5 separate regions of the Mus musculus genome follow, and regions 1, 2, 3 and 5 are each linked to region 4. The links are chromatin contacts, called in public HiChIP or PLAC-seq and promoter capture Hi-C maps. All regions are on one chromosome and are shown on one strand. The core of a region is the stretch at or near the end of the contact, and the rest is flanking DNA. Distances in the headings are between cores, read along the strand shown.

Region 1 (2,700 bases), core at 169-2,668, 640 kb after region 4:
AAGGTACCTGTCACCAAGCTTGAGGACCTGAGTTTGGCCCCTGAAGCTCATACCATAGAAGGAGAAAATTGGCTTCTCTGACCTCTATATATTCTATAGCGTGTTCCTGAAATAAACAAGCAAACAAACAAACAAACAAACAAATAAGTGGAGCTTAAAAAAAATTAAAGACTAGCTACGATCATGATACTTTGATTCAATTTTGTTTGTTCTTTGTTTTTCTCCTTTTAGATAGGGTCTTGCTATCTTGCCCATGCTGGTCTTGGATTCATAACAAGCCTCCTATCTCTCCTCCTTATTGATGGGGTTACATGCCAGACTTAGTCTTTATTTAGTGTAATTAATTTCAATAGTTAATACACAAACTTGTTATGAATAAAAACTTGTTAGCAGTAAGCTGTTTCATGGATATTGAGTTTGTTTTTGTTAGGGAGATGGCTCAGTCAGTAAAGTGCTTATCTTACAAGCTTGAGTTTCATTCTCAGAATACATGTGAAAAAGCTACACACATACACACACAAAGGGGTGTGGCAAGATGAAGACAAAGAAAAATTAGAAGAAGGAGGAGGAGGGAAAGGAGAGGGAGGAGAAGGAGAAGGAGAAGGAGAAGGAGAAGGAGAAGGAGAAGGAGAAGGAGAAGGAGAAGGAGAAGGAGAAGGAGAAGAAGAAGAAGAAGAAGAAGAAGAAGAAGAAGAAGAAGAAGAAGAAGAAGAAGAAGAAGAAGAAAGAAGAAGAAGACAGAATTAGTATAGAGACTGGTTGCGTAGCAATGTGGACATAATTAATACTATTGACTTGTGCACTTTAAAAAGGCTATGTGTTGTGGAGTGAGGCCTAGTGATAGAGGTCTGTAATCTAAGCTGCTCAAGACCACAAGGCAGAAGCATCACCAGTCTGCTTGCACTCCAGAGTAAGTTCGAAACTATCTTGGACAACTTAGTGAGATCCCCATCTCAAAATTTAAAAGAAAGAAATCAAAGGCCAGGGGAAGTGTGCGCATATATTTTGTTTTATATGTATTTTAATTTTAATTGACGAAACAAGCTAACATCTCGATTTAAATTTTATATATTGCTGTAGGCTGCTCAGATCTTTCTTGGAACCTGACGACTCCCAATACATTTAACCCTTTCTTGTGCTCACTGACACTGACATAAGAAAAAAACCTAGCATTACTTCTAACACACATAATTATTTATAGATGTAGAGATAAAAATAAGTTTCGTTCCCCTTTTAAAGGCAGAAGAATTCTTTCAGCTTGCACGCGTCTTGACATTTCTTCTTCATTGACCTTCAGCTGCTCCCAAGTTACCTGTCCAGGCAGCTGCCTGGGAAAGGGGCGGAGCCTCTGTGCTCGGAGCTTGGGGTTATCAGGTTACAGCGGTCCTTCTCGGGAACAAAGCAAACTGAAGAGGAATGACTTGACAAAGAACGTTTCTGTCTTTGGAGCAATGTCTTCGACTTCTGTTTCCTGCTAATGTTTTAAATGTGCGCGGGGGCGGGGGGAGTTGGGGTCAGGGCCCACATGAGCTCTCGCCGGCACAAAAGGAAACATCACGCTGAGGAGAAATGGTGGGGCTTATCAAAGCGAGCTTGTGCTGTGGTGTCTTTTAGAGGAAAAAGAACCTTCTCCTTACCTGCTGAGCGCCCTCCTATTACCGCCTCTGGTTCACTGTGCTGCTCACAGGTTAGCCAGGAAGGCGGAGGGAGGGCTGGGCCACACACACTAGAGCTGCTTAATTGTTAACGCTTCTCAGGAGAGTTGGCGATTATTTCAAATGGCAGGAATTTCTTTTTACCGCGGCTGGGAAGATGAAAAACACGACATCAGAAGCGCAACAACACTCGGATCATTTTTGAAGTGCATCTATTTTTGTTTTCTGTTTGAGACGAAAATGCTTCTGGCAAAGTCAAATTCTATAATGGTAGCTATCTTAAGTCACGAGGTCCTAAAGGACACAAGCCTGGGTCTCCGTGCAGCAAGAAGAAAACAAGAACAGAAAGGGTCACACTACGAGGTCTCCCTGGGACCACCTAGATAAGGCTTAACTTTCTTCACACAGGGAAAAAAGAAAATCTGCCACCACCCTGGGTATTTATTGGGACCCAGTGTCCCAAATAGCAGCTTTGCAGGTGTAGACAATGTTGCCAAGGTTTCTGCATCTGCTAATTATATGCTCTTCGAATTCTTTGCCCAAGCAGCAAAACAACTAGCTGAGGTAGCTCCTGCCTTCTGTGCCAGCACTTCAGGCTGAGGGCAGGAGGGTGGCTTCAAATTCAAGGCAATCCTAGGCAACATAGAAAGTTCCAGGACACCTTGGGCCTGGGAGTGAGACCTCCTCTAAAGGAACAAAGGGTGGAAACTTGGTGTGATTTCTCCGCAGGAGTTCAGAGTTACAGCTCAGCTGTGAGTCTGTCTAGGGCTGGAGACTGCTTCTCTCTCCCTCTCTGCCTATGATCAGCAGGTGAAGCCACCATACTCGGGCATTGTATTTTCTCCGAATCTGATTTCTGAACATCTGAACCCCCAAAGTTACTTGGATAAACCTTCAGGGTTGGGGGAATAGCTTTTCTTTGTGCTCTTTTTTGTTTTTGCACTTGTTTGTCATTGTTTGAGAATTTCATAGATGCATATAATGTGTTTTGCTCGACATTCTTCTCTAATCTTCCTCTAACCTTCACCCATTATTTTTACCTCCC
Region 2 (2,700 bases), core at 166-2,665, 920 kb after region 4:
GGAGGCGGAGGCAAGAAGATCCCTGGACCTCACCGGCCAGCTAGTCAGGCTCAGCGAGTTCCAGGCTCAGTGAGGAAACCCAATCTCAACAATAAGGTGGAAGCTGAGCACAGTGGTTGGGAAACAAGGGCAAGCAGATCTCTGTGAGTTGAGGCTAGCCCCATCTATACAGTAGGTTCCAGGATAGCCAGAGTTACATAGTGAGATATAAAAGATAATGAAAAGAGCAGGTAGAGAGTGATGGGGGAAGACACCTAAAGTAGACATCTGCATACAGATAGGTACACATACTTGAATGTACATACATGTATAATACACACACACACACACACACACACACACACAGGACAGAGTTATCCATGACTCCAAACTCACTATCTTTGTCAGAGTCTCCATTATAGCATGAAAGTTCCCATCCATTTAAAACAAAATAAAACCCACATCTGCCATTTAGGTAAATATATAATTTCACTAGGATTAAAATATTTTGAATAAATGGTCCTTGCTCTCTTGACAACTAGATTTGGCTCAAGTTGAAACAGAGATGTAAAGCTGTTCATTGGTGAAGTGTGGGTAGTTTGACAAAGAAAAAGAAAGAGAGAAAGGAAGGGGAGGGGAGGGGAGGGGAGGGGAGGGGAGGGGAGGGGAGGGGAGGGGAGGGGAGGGAAGGGAAGGGAAGGGAAGGGAAGGGAAGGGAAGGGAAGGGAAGGGAAGGGAAGGGAAGGGAAGGGAAGGGAAGGGAAGGGAAGGGAAGGGAAGGGAAGGGAAGGAGAAAGGAAGGAAGGAAGAAAAGACAGGAAAGAAGGTAGAATAAGAATACTGAGAAAGAGGGCAAAGAAGCCTGCAGTAACAAGCTGCCTTTTGGTCACAGGCCTTGAGATTCTGCTGGGGAACCTGCTGAAGGGTGGATTCCTCCTTCCAGTTACTCCCCCTCCCCTTTCCAATCCATGGTCTCTGGAAGAGTAAGTGTCCAGGGACACAGGTGTAAGTCGGTCTTCTTGACAGAACTGGCTAGTTCTCAAGGAATTAGAGCATTTTATGAATGAAACCCAGACCCAAGTATTTCACGTCTCTTCCACAACTTGAAGCAGAAAGACGGATGTGAGAGAGGCTTATTAATGGCTTTCCAATCCTTGCTGTAACTAGCGAAGTTCTCATACTTGTCGGAACAATTAAAACAGAATAAGCCTGATAAAAGACCCCGAAGATCCCCACTCTTGTGTCTCCTGGGCATAGCAGCCTGTGGAAGTGTCCACCTCTGCATGCGTGCAGAAACCCCCAAGTGCTTCCTTCCCTGTGGTTCACACGTGGCTCTGTGTTTTTGGAAGAGGGCAAATTTCCTCCTATCTCTGTGCCATCTCTGATTCAAGCTAGTCCTTCTGGGAGTAATATTACCCAAGTGTTTATACCCTGAGCCGAGCTCTCCACAAGTGACTGCATGTTTCCTGAAACCAACCATTGGCAGCTGTTACACAGACATTTTCTCCTTTTTAGATACCTATAATTACACCAATTATGCCAATCATTGATGTTTATAAAGGATTTAAATTTTTACACACCCAGAAGAGCCTGTCAGAATGCTGCATCCAAGGCAGAATACACCCCACAGAGGGGCCTATTTGACCGTCACAATTGCTTCAGAGAGTCCCTAAATTGAGAGTTAGCCCTGCGAGTGAGGCTTCTTGTTAGCCTGTATGTCTCAGGCAAGCTAATCCTGTCACTGGGGTAAAAATCTGTTTGGTTACCAACCACAGAACTCAATTTAACTTTTCAAAGGGAAGAATAATGGGCCCAATTCAATGAAATAGGTCTTCTGAGTTTACACCCTCTTCACTGCTCAGCACCAGATAAGTGGGGAGGTATTCTGCTACCTTAAGTCTCTGCCTCCCAACGGAATGAAGGACAAGGAGCACCCAGTTAGCATGCCAATCTGGCCCTGGAGAAACCAGTCTCCCTGCAAGTGCCTCCTAGCTGTGATGGCAAAAGAAAGCTCAATTTGTATATATATCTGCCTTTATTTAAAGGTTTTGCTCATCATTTTTTTTAATATAATAATCTTGAGAGTTAAAAAAAATTACTACATGGGAGCTAAAGATGTAGCTCAGTTGGAGAGCGCTTACACAGAGCCCTGGGTTATAGATCCACGCTACTGCATATGGTAAGGCGTGTCTGTAATCCATAGCACTCAGGAGGGGAAGGCAGGAGGACTAGGAAATCATGATCATCCTGAGCTACGTATGAAGGCAGGCTGGGATGTGTGAGGTCCTGTCTCAAGACAAAATAAAATTGCAAGAGGTTAGTGGTATGTGCCTACAATTCCAGTACGTGGGAGGCTGAGGCAGAAGTATTGCAAGCTAGAAGCCAAGCTAGAGCTACATAAGGAAGCTGCCACCACCCCCACCCCCCAAATTCCATGGGGATGTGGTTATAGCTCAGTGACAGCTTAGCCTGTCTTTAGACTCATGAGTTTAATTCTCCACAGAGCTGGACAGGCCGATTTGCCTACCAGTACACCCAGCACTCAGGAGCCTAAAGCAGGAAGTTTGCCCTAAGTTTGAGGGCTGCATAGGAGTTCTGGGCCAGCCAAGGGTACCTATCAAGATCCTCCCTCAAAAAGTCAAACAAACACAGGCATACACAGACGCACATGCACCTAAGTAGCCTGCCAGGCAGAACAATTGTTTTTTTGTTGTTAGTGTA
Region 3 (2,700 bases), core at 57-2,556, 970 kb after region 4:
CCCAGCAAGGTTCCCTTCCTACCCCCTCTTCGCATCTTTAATCCTAGCCAGGAATACAGCTCCCTATGCCCCCTTTCACCCCATCTCTTTACCCTCACATTTAACAACTCATTGGGTCTTCCCTGTCTAGATTTGGAGAAAGAGTATATAAGGTGCGTGGACACCAGCAGGAGGTTGAATATTTGCTTTGGAATGTTTGAGTGTTTTTTTTTAAACCCCCTTTGCCCTGAAGACTGAATATAAAAGGCTGCGTGTCCCTCTACCTTCTCCCACCTTCCTGCTTTTCTTCTATTCTGGTGAGATCTAGAAAGGAAATTGGTGCAGCTTTGAGTTCCTGGGGTGGGGGGAAACCATGTTGGGATGAGAGCTGAATGCTGCGGTGTAAAGTGGGGACCCCAGTTCTGGAACTGATGGATGATTTTCAGAAGGCTCTAAGAAAGACTGAGAGACTCCCAGACAAGGAAGACACCTGGCTTGCCCAGGACCAGAAGGTGGGGGAGGGAAGAGGATGGGGAGTTAGAAGTGAAGGAGGAAGACCCTGTAGCTGTGAAAGGAAGGGAACTAGGAAGGAACAGTAGGTTTGGGAAGGAGCCATGTTAACCTGAGAGTCTTGTTAATATAGTTGGAGATAAGAGGAAGTTCTCTGAGGTTTGAGCCGGTGGTCTCTGTTCAGGCCCCCCCCCACCCCCCATGAGTGGCATAGTACCAGCAGCAACAGGTAACCTACAAGGGCAAGGTGTAGGTCCCTGTGGGATACTTAGTGGCCTCTGCCATGCAGATTTGAGGGTTTTCCCCTAGGGTCCTGTGTGGGCACTGATGAGGGAGGGAGAAGAGACTTTTCCATCACTTAGAACTTCTTTGAATTCTTCCAGGCTGTTGGTTGGAAGAGGGTACATAGGATGGAGGGTCATGGATGGAGAGGCATCTGTGAGCCCTACCTATGATTGTACCTCTTACCTTAAAGGGTTGACTGGCTCCTTCATATTACATCTCTTGGGATGCTGAGAAATGGCAGAAACTCATTGCCAAAGTGAACCGCTCCTCTCCCTGATTGGCAGGGAAAGTGCAAACAAAGAGGTGCATCTCCCGGAAACAATGAGTTTGGAGATTTCCCCGGGCGTGAGAGCGCGGACTGGAAGCTGGGTGTTCAAAGGGTGTGAGAAGGGACCAAGACCCGCATCTTCTGGGCAAAGTTTTCGGGGAGATGGAAGGAGAGAGGGTCGGGACTGAGTTGCTGGTCTTGGGGACAGAGCAGCCGGAGCTGCGCACCAAGGCTTAGAGTCGGGCGGGAGATGCGGGGAGAGGGAGGGGGCGGGGAGGGAGGGGAGGGAGAGAGGAGGAAGGGGTGAGAGGGAGAAACCTGCCGCGGCTCTCCGCCTCTTTGTCTGCTCTGGGACTTGGAACAAAAGGGGAAACTCTGATGAACTCCTTCTCCAGCTCCCTGGACGCCCGAGTATCTCTTTCTCGCAACTTTGTCAACGCGACTTTCTCCGCTGTCAGGCTGCGCAAAAGTATCCTAGCGCCTCGCAGGCTGCAACAATGGAAACAATGTCCCTTCAAAGTGCGACGAAGTGGAGGGAGAAGGTGAGTGACTTGTCCTGTTTGTCCTGCTTCCCTCAGGTCCCCCTGCTCCCAGCCCTTCCGAGGGCAAAGTCATAGATCTAGCAGCCAAGTTTGACTGTTTCTTTCTGTTTCTTGTCTTTTATTATTATTTTTTAATTGTATCTCTTTTCCCGGTTCTCCTTTTCTTTTGTTCTTTTAAACTCTCGCACAGATTGTTTTGTTTATTTTAAACGCCTTCATCTCTTGTGCTTCTTCTTTAGGGGTGGTGAGGGGCTAAGAAGAAGGGCATCCAAACTGGATACTGCCTCGCTTTTCCCCGGTTGTGTGTAGATTGGAGGAAAACGTTCTGATAAGAATGGGAATTAGATCAGGCTCACCCACACATAAGCTCTGACTTTGGTCACAAAAAAAGAAAGATGCAGAGGTGGGGGTCATTTCCTCACGCGTTTTCAAACTTCACTGTCTCTGGAGCGCTCTGGAGACACGAAGCGTGCAACAATAGAATGTAGACAGGGTTTGGGTGGTAAGGGAGTTCCAGCAAATTAATAGGAGTCCGGGAAGTTTTTGGGGGCTGGGGTCCAGTTGAGGAAGCCACAGGTTCCAGACTGTCAAGAGCTGCGCAGATGAAGCTGATGGGGCCTGGACCATTAGTTAAGAGTCCGCTCCCCTCACCTCCGTGGTTTGGTTCAGTTTAATGACCCACCCAGAATGACCTATTGCTGTCCTCGTCGGGATCCATCCTCTCTTAGGTGTTGGCGACCCCCGGGCCTATCTCAGCCAGTCTGAATAGGAAGGGAACCACGAGCCTGCCGAGCTCCCCTGACCTAGCCCTCCGCCCCGCCTTTTGTGTTTTAACCTTTTGTTTCTATCGGCCACACCCGCCCAAAAGAGCGGCGGCTTTTCGTCTCTGTTCAGCGGGGAAGCAGCGAGGTTCCCTCCAGATAGCGGTGAAGGGCGGCTTCCTAACTTTGTTTCCCAAGTCCCCTAACTTCGGAATGCTTCTGCATTGGTTCTTGCTCAGTAAGTCAATATCTTCACTTTATATGAACTATCTTTTGCTGTTTTTCTACTTCGTTCCAAAAGTTGTTTATCTCTACCAGCCACTTGCGTTCATTAAACAACAACAACAAAAAAAGA
Region 4 (2,700 bases), core at 195-2,694:
TGTCAAGTAATTTCTTATACAGGATCAATCTTCACAGTCCCTGTATCCAACATCGATTCTTATGTGCACCCCTTGTTTTGAAATTAGAGCTGGGTTTTGGTCACAGGCTGTGGAAAGTCAATGTAAATCACAGCACATTTAATGCCCAATCCCTACAGTTCACATCTACGTTTGTCCCATTCGCCTAAGAAATAGACTTATCTGTCTTAAGACTGTCGCTATTATGTCCATGCAATCTCTGCACAAACAATTCATATGCACTTTTTAAAGAGCGAATTAAACTCACACACATTGTGTCTCATGAAAAGTTATTGATTGGTTTAAATTCAATAGTACAACCGATAATTGCTAAAGTTATAAACTAAATCTGTTTTTAATTTTTTGTAATTTCTGGATTTATTATTCCTTTGTCCATTGGTTTTATTATTGCTAACATTTTCCCATTCAGTTTTCACTATGGAGACAAAAGCAAGAAAACAAACAACAACAACAAACCTAGGGTCAGGAGATGCAGCTTAGTGGTACAGTGCTTGCTTAGCATGCAGAAGTCCCTGGGTCCCAATACACAGACTGCTAAACCACTCATCCTTCAACAAAAATCTTCATCCCTTTGAAAACATAAAGATTTTGTTCCATATTTTTCACATCATTCCTTTCTTTTTGCTTTTTAAATATAAAGTTATGCATTACTGACAAAGAAAGTATAAAGGTTTCTTCTTATGTATTCTTATGGAATTATTAAATGAAACCTGACTACCTCGGCTGAATTGTCTCTGCAGAAGCAGAAATATAAGCCTACTGCAGTGGGCCACAACCGTAATCCCAGCAGTAGGAGGTAGATGTGGGCACGAGTTTGGTGTTAATTGACTTCTGTTATTCGATAGAACAACTATTATTTTAGTTATTCTTCTCTATAGAAGAGAAGGAAATTAGTTGGGCATGGTGGAGCATGCTTTTAATCCTAGAGATCTGGAGGTAAAGGCAGGTCGATCTGTGAGTTCGAGGCCAGTTCATTCCATATAATGAGTGACTGTGCAATTAAGGTTTTATAGAGAGATGCTGTCTCAAAAGAGATAGAGATGATAGATAGATAGATAGATAGATAGATAGATAGATAGAGGAGGGAACTGATAAAATGTAATGAATGTAATGAAAATGATTTACTCCGGAGGTAATTATTCTGGTAAGTATTTAAAGTCTCCAGTCCCTTTTTGTGAATAATGAGTAGTAATAATAAATGGCAAGATGTTTATGTTAATCTCTTAACTGTGCAGGACAAGTTATAAGGTTATAACTTAGCAGAAGTTAGTTGATAAGCTAACATAATGAGGTAGGAGTGTATTTTCACCTTTGTTTGTAGAAGAATGTGGTAATAATTATAGATAAAAACAAACGCAAACTTGAAACAACGATCTGTTTTGACCTCTCCGGTCTACCGTCGCGGAGCATGCGCAAATCAGCCCGGCGGGACACAAGTGTCATGGCGCTCTCCATCTGAAGTCTGTGCAGTTTCCTGGCAGGGGCTTGTGGTTTTTTTCCTCTCAGTTCGGACAGGTGAAGTTCTGGATCTGTGTATACTGGGGCAAATGGATCAGTGCTCAGCGACCGTGGGCCGAGCTGCATTTTGGGCGGAGCTTCGTTTCCGCAGGTTTTCTCCTTTGGGCCGATCGCCCGCTTGTTCTCGCAGTTTGGAAAAGACTTGGCGGCTGGCGTGGAGAGTCGGACTCTGGAGCGCTGCCTGGAGAGAGGCCGGCGTGGCGGCAGACACTGCTGGCTGGCGACGTCAGGGACTTCCATTCTGCTCTAGCCTCATTTCCCCTCTCGCTTTACCCGTGAATGTACTTGTGCTACGCGATCAGGGCTTCAGGAGATGAGTGTTTTGCACTGAAGTTGGGCATAGGGGCAGAGGTCGCTTGTGTTTTTGCGCCCCCTTCCCCTCTTTTCTTTGCTCCCTTGCTTAGAAAACTTTCCTGTGTCATAAGGGATCACTTGTTTCTTACTTGGTGATTTTCATTGTGCTCAGGTGTTACAGTGCAGGGTAGCAGTTTAAAAAGTGGCTAGATGCATCCTTTTTTTTTTTTTTTTTTTTTTTTTAAGGAAGTTGTAAAGAGGTCATACACTGGTTTTATGAACTTATAGGGTACTCGCATTTTCTAATTAATTTTAATTTTTCAGATTCATCTTTCAAGAGGACTTGAGACCAATTTCAGAAAATCAAGGTATTGGTTTATTTTAGTTTCTAATATTTGAGTAATTAGTTCTGCATTAGAATATGAAGAAAGATGTCTTAAGTTTTTAGTAATTAGCCAGTATCATTTTGTGAAAACTAGATTTCCCTATAACTTCATCGGAGAGACATTTTTGTATCTCTTCCTTAGTTTTTCATTTTCATTAAGAAGCGAGACATGCTCTCTTTCCCATTTGTGGCACATCTGTTTTCTTGTTTGGCTGTTGCTTAGTCCCTGTTATATCCTACTTCTCTACCTGGCTGTTAAATATGACTTTCTTTCTTTTTTTAAAATATGTATTTATAATTTTATGTGCACTGGGATTTTGCCTGCATGTATGTCTTTGTGAGGTTATCAGATCCTGGAATTACAGACAGGTAAGAGCTGCCATGTGGTTGCTGGGAATTGAACCCTGGTCCTCTGGAAGAGCAATCAGTGCTCTTAACTCTGAGCCATTTCTGCAGCCCAAATA
Region 5 (2,700 bases), core at 147-2,646, 990 kb after region 4:
GGGCTCCTTGTGAACCAGGAAATCCCATGAAATGATCCTTTCTCCTAGGTTCCATGGAAATCCTGGGCTCTGTTTAATTCCTTTGTGACTACTTAGGAATTCTAAGTTTCTTCACAATGGTTTTATTTTATTTATTTTTGGCTTCTGAGCATAGGTTTAAGATTCTTGTTTTAGGCTGCATGATGAAGATGACAACCATCGCCATAGTGTTTGGCTTAGAGAGACTTCATTTATCCAACCAATTAATGTAGTCCATTGTTAATTACAACTGTGAATACAGAGACCTGGCCATCAGCCTACTGAGCCATGAGCTCTATTTACTTGTCCGTAAAGCTCCATTAGAAGTTCCTGACAGCAGTGGGCTGATGCATTTAGCACAGATTTTTAAGTGTCTACCTAGAAATGAAGGAAGAGTTGGCTATTCACTTGTATTGGCTAGGCTAATGGTTGTCAAACAGTTCAGTAGATGTCAATATTGGTTGACATTGTAAGGTGGTTTCATCTCGGAAGTGTGTGGCTTGTGACAAGCAAGGGTAGCTGGTCCTGTGGAAGCTGAGTGACTTGCCAAGGAGTGAGTTGCATCTGCAAGGGCTAGAGATGAGTCTTGCTAACTTCACCCTTAAACCTAGTTTGCTGAGAAAGTGTGGAGGAAAATCTCAAGGACAGTCAAAGGGTTGTGATTCAAGATGGCTACAGTCATGCCAAGGGAAATTAATATATTTGCTTTTCTGATTTGGGTGAGATATCCAAGGGAAATTTAAATCCATTTTATGAAATGTTTCAGAATAATCAGGCTGAAATGTCTTGGAAAGGCTCGATTCAACTACTTTGGTCTTTGGATTGACCAGGGATCTATATTTTCAAGTATTTTTCATACAAATGTTGACTATTCACCAGGCAGTGGTGCTGCATGTCTTTTAAACCCTGCACCTGGGAGGCAGGGTCAGGTGGATCTCTGTAAGTCTGAGGCCAGCCTTGTCTATGTAGCATGTTCCACAACAGTCAGGGCTACATAGAGGAACCCTATCTCAAAAAACTAAAACCAAACCAAACCAATACAAACAGCCCTCTCCCGCAAACAAAAGCAAAACAAGAACAACAACAACAAAAAAATGCTGACTATTCTATAAATATTGAGCATTCTAATCCATGTTAAAGTTTTTATAATATAATAAAATTATTTTGTAAAATAATAAAATTGTGAAAACTACATAGATTTTTCAGGTTTTTCTGGACTCATGGAAATGTTGCCACAAAATTTTTTTCTTATTGTTATCAGGAAAATCCCAGATTTTAAAAGTTTTTACTTTGCAATTAATTATTAACTTTTTGTGAGACCAGATTTCTTAATGTGTCCCTGGCTGACCTGGGCTTCCTATGACGATAAGGCTGGCCTTGAACTCATAAGAGATCTGCCTGCTACTTCTTCCCCAGTATTGGACTTAAGGGTATGTGCCATCAAGCCTACCTTATCTACTTAAAAAAAAAAAAATTAAAAGTTATACTTCTTTACTAGCTAGTTCGTTTATGTATTTTGTGGTTTTGTGTCACTCTGCATAGGTGCTAGTGTTGGAGCCTGTCTGTAGAGATTAGAAGACAATTTTTGGGAATTTGTTCTCTCCTTCCACCATGTGGGCCTAAGGATCTAACTCAGCAAAATGTCTTTACCACTAAGCAAACTCACTGGCCTTTCTTTGGGTTAGTTTTGTTTTGTATTTGGTCATAAAAACTTAATGTTAAAAAAGATCTTGAATAGTGATGACTATTGAAATGTCTAGAAGAAAGTGCTGATTTTAGCCAGATTCCCTTCTTTCAGGAAAGAACAATAAGGGTGCAGGCTCTTGGCCAACGTTTGGAGGAAATCGAGTGTGCAGTAATTGCTTCCAACACAGAAATCTCCCCGTGGGGACTGGGATTCTTCTGTGTTCTATGGGATGGTGGCTACTGAATACTAAGAATCGTAAGCCTGAGAACACTTGAAAAGGCTGGCCTGAAACTCCTCATTTGTTACTATAGACCTGACTGCAAACTTGTTAGGGTCTGTTGTTAATTACACGATTTGACATTTCTAGGACTAACCATGGAAGGGGTACTTGCCGGTGAATCACTGCCTGCCTGTGCTGAACTGGCAGCTTCTGTTTATGGTGCTGAAGATGGAGTGAACAGGGCAGTCGCTGTGTTCAGCACTGGTCTTTTTTCGCTACTGTCAACTTGCTGACGCAGCATCTGGATAATACCAGTGGACCCCTGCGCCCCTTCCAAGTGCTTTAAACTTAGACAAATTTATGTTTTACCAAAAGGTTAATTCTGACAAATTATTGGGAATTATTTCTGTTGGATCTGCCGCAGTGAATTCATTCTTTATGATGCATAGGTTGGCGTGTATGTTAGAAGCACGTACTGCATTTTCTGTACCAGGAGGCCCAGGAAGTCATAGTGCGGCAAGACTGTGGCCCTGCTATGGGACTAGATGCCACTACTGAAGATGAGCTGAGGACTTAATGTTCCTATTGAATGACTTGATATTCTAGCATGCCCACCCCCATGTTTATGGCACCTACCCACCCCCTCTGATTCATTCTCTCTCTCTCTCTCTCTCTCTCTCTCTCTCTCTCTCTCTCTCTCTCTCTCTGCTGGAAGGCAATTCTCTATCTTCTGAAAAGAGGGTGTTCTTTCTATACTTGACACACATAATTGTTC

What was found. Promoter capture Hi-C pulls out the DNA fragments that hold promoters and counts their contacts. HiChIP or PLAC-seq counts read pairs in DNA pulled down with a chosen protein or histone mark.
Region 1: a contact with region 4 is called in an H3K4me3 HiChIP or PLAC-seq map of embryonic stem cells, with 4 times the contacts expected there. The contact joins the enhancer-like site here to the promoter of Cdkal1 in region 4. A contact is called at or near these places in 5 of 39 promoter capture datasets (the 3T3-L1 cell line, liver, pre-B cells and 1 more), 3 of 115 datasets of contacts at active chromatin or transcription factors (bone marrow-derived macrophages, embryonic stem cells and stem cell-derived neural progenitor cells) and 3 of 9 other capture datasets (adipose tissue, liver and pancreatic islet).
Region 2: an H3K4me3 HiChIP or PLAC-seq map of embryonic basal ganglia shows a contact between it and region 4, with 5 times the contacts expected there. The contact joins the enhancer-like site here to the promoter of Cdkal1 in region 4. A contact is called at or near these places in 5 of 39 promoter capture datasets (the HPC-7 cell line, cranial neural crest, hematopoietic stem and progenitor cells and 2 more), 1 of 484 Hi-C or Micro-C datasets (bone marrow-derived macrophages), 10 of 115 datasets of contacts at active chromatin or transcription factors (bone marrow-derived macrophages, craniofacial prominence, embryonic basal ganglia and 7 more) and 1 of 9 other capture datasets (pancreatic islet).
Region 3: a contact with region 4 is called in a promoter capture Hi-C map of pre-B cells, with 6 times the contacts expected there. The contact joins the promoter of 2610307P16Rik here to the promoter of Cdkal1 in region 4. A contact is called at or near these places in 3 of 39 promoter capture datasets (cranial neural crest, hippocampal neurons and pre-B cells), 1 of 15 datasets of contacts at CTCF or cohesin (the NIH/3T3 cell line), 2 of 484 Hi-C or Micro-C datasets (myocytes and pre-B cells), 8 of 115 datasets of contacts at active chromatin or transcription factors (bone marrow-derived macrophages, craniofacial prominence, embryonic forebrain and 4 more) and 1 of 9 other capture datasets (embryonic stem cells).
Region 5: a contact with region 4 is called in a promoter capture Hi-C map of liver, with 2.4 times the contacts expected there. The contact joins the enhancer-like site here to the promoter of Cdkal1 in region 4. A contact is called at or near these places in 2 of 39 promoter capture datasets (liver and pre-B cells), 1 of 15 datasets of contacts at CTCF or cohesin (the NIH/3T3 cell line), 2 of 484 Hi-C or Micro-C datasets (common lymphoid progenitors and myocytes), 1 of 115 datasets of contacts at active chromatin or transcription factors (bone marrow-derived macrophages) and 1 of 9 other capture datasets (adipose tissue).

What each region holds. Positions count from the first base shown.
Region 1 is chr13:29,209,604-29,212,303 of GRCm38.p6, reverse strand. It overlaps a transcript of Cdkal1 not described here. Among named protein-coding and RNA genes, the nearest start is that of A330102I10Rik, 190 kb to the right of the region's middle. Within about 2 kb of position 1,418, at least 115 of the 459 cell types and tissues checked have an H3K27ac peak or open chromatin away from gene starts, as enhancers often do. A contact at or near this core is called in embryonic stem cells, pancreatic islet and stem cell-derived epiblast-like cells, where this site is marked.
Region 2 is chr13:28,934,591-28,937,290 of GRCm38.p6, reverse strand. No RefSeq gene overlaps it. Among named protein-coding and RNA genes, the nearest start is that of Gm46406, 9.4 kb to the left of the region's middle. Within about 2 kb of position 1,415, at least 3 of the 459 cell types and tissues checked have an H3K27ac peak or open chromatin away from gene starts, as enhancers often do. A contact at or near this core is called in embryonic basal ganglia, where this site is marked.
Region 3 is chr13:28,884,028-28,886,727 of GRCm38.p6, reverse strand. 2610307P16Rik (RIKEN cDNA 2610307P16 gene) reads left to right here and starts at 1,306. Exons shown (of 8, transcript NR_045054.1): 1 at 1,306-1,584.
Region 4 is chr13:29,854,417-29,857,116 of GRCm38.p6, reverse strand. It overlaps Cdkal1 (CDK5 regulatory subunit associated protein 1-like 1), which reads left to right and starts at 1,444. Exons shown (of 16, transcript NM_144536.3): 1 at 1,444-1,554; 2 at 2,176-2,219.
Region 5 is chr13:28,859,482-28,862,181 of GRCm38.p6, reverse strand. All of the region lies in intron 2 of 2610307P16Rik (RIKEN cDNA 2610307P16 gene), which reads left to right. Among named protein-coding and RNA genes, the nearest start is that of 2610307P16Rik, 25 kb to the left of the region's middle. Within about 2 kb of position 1,396, at least 19 of the 459 cell types and tissues checked have an H3K27ac peak or open chromatin away from gene starts, as enhancers often do. A contact at or near this core is called in liver, where this site is marked.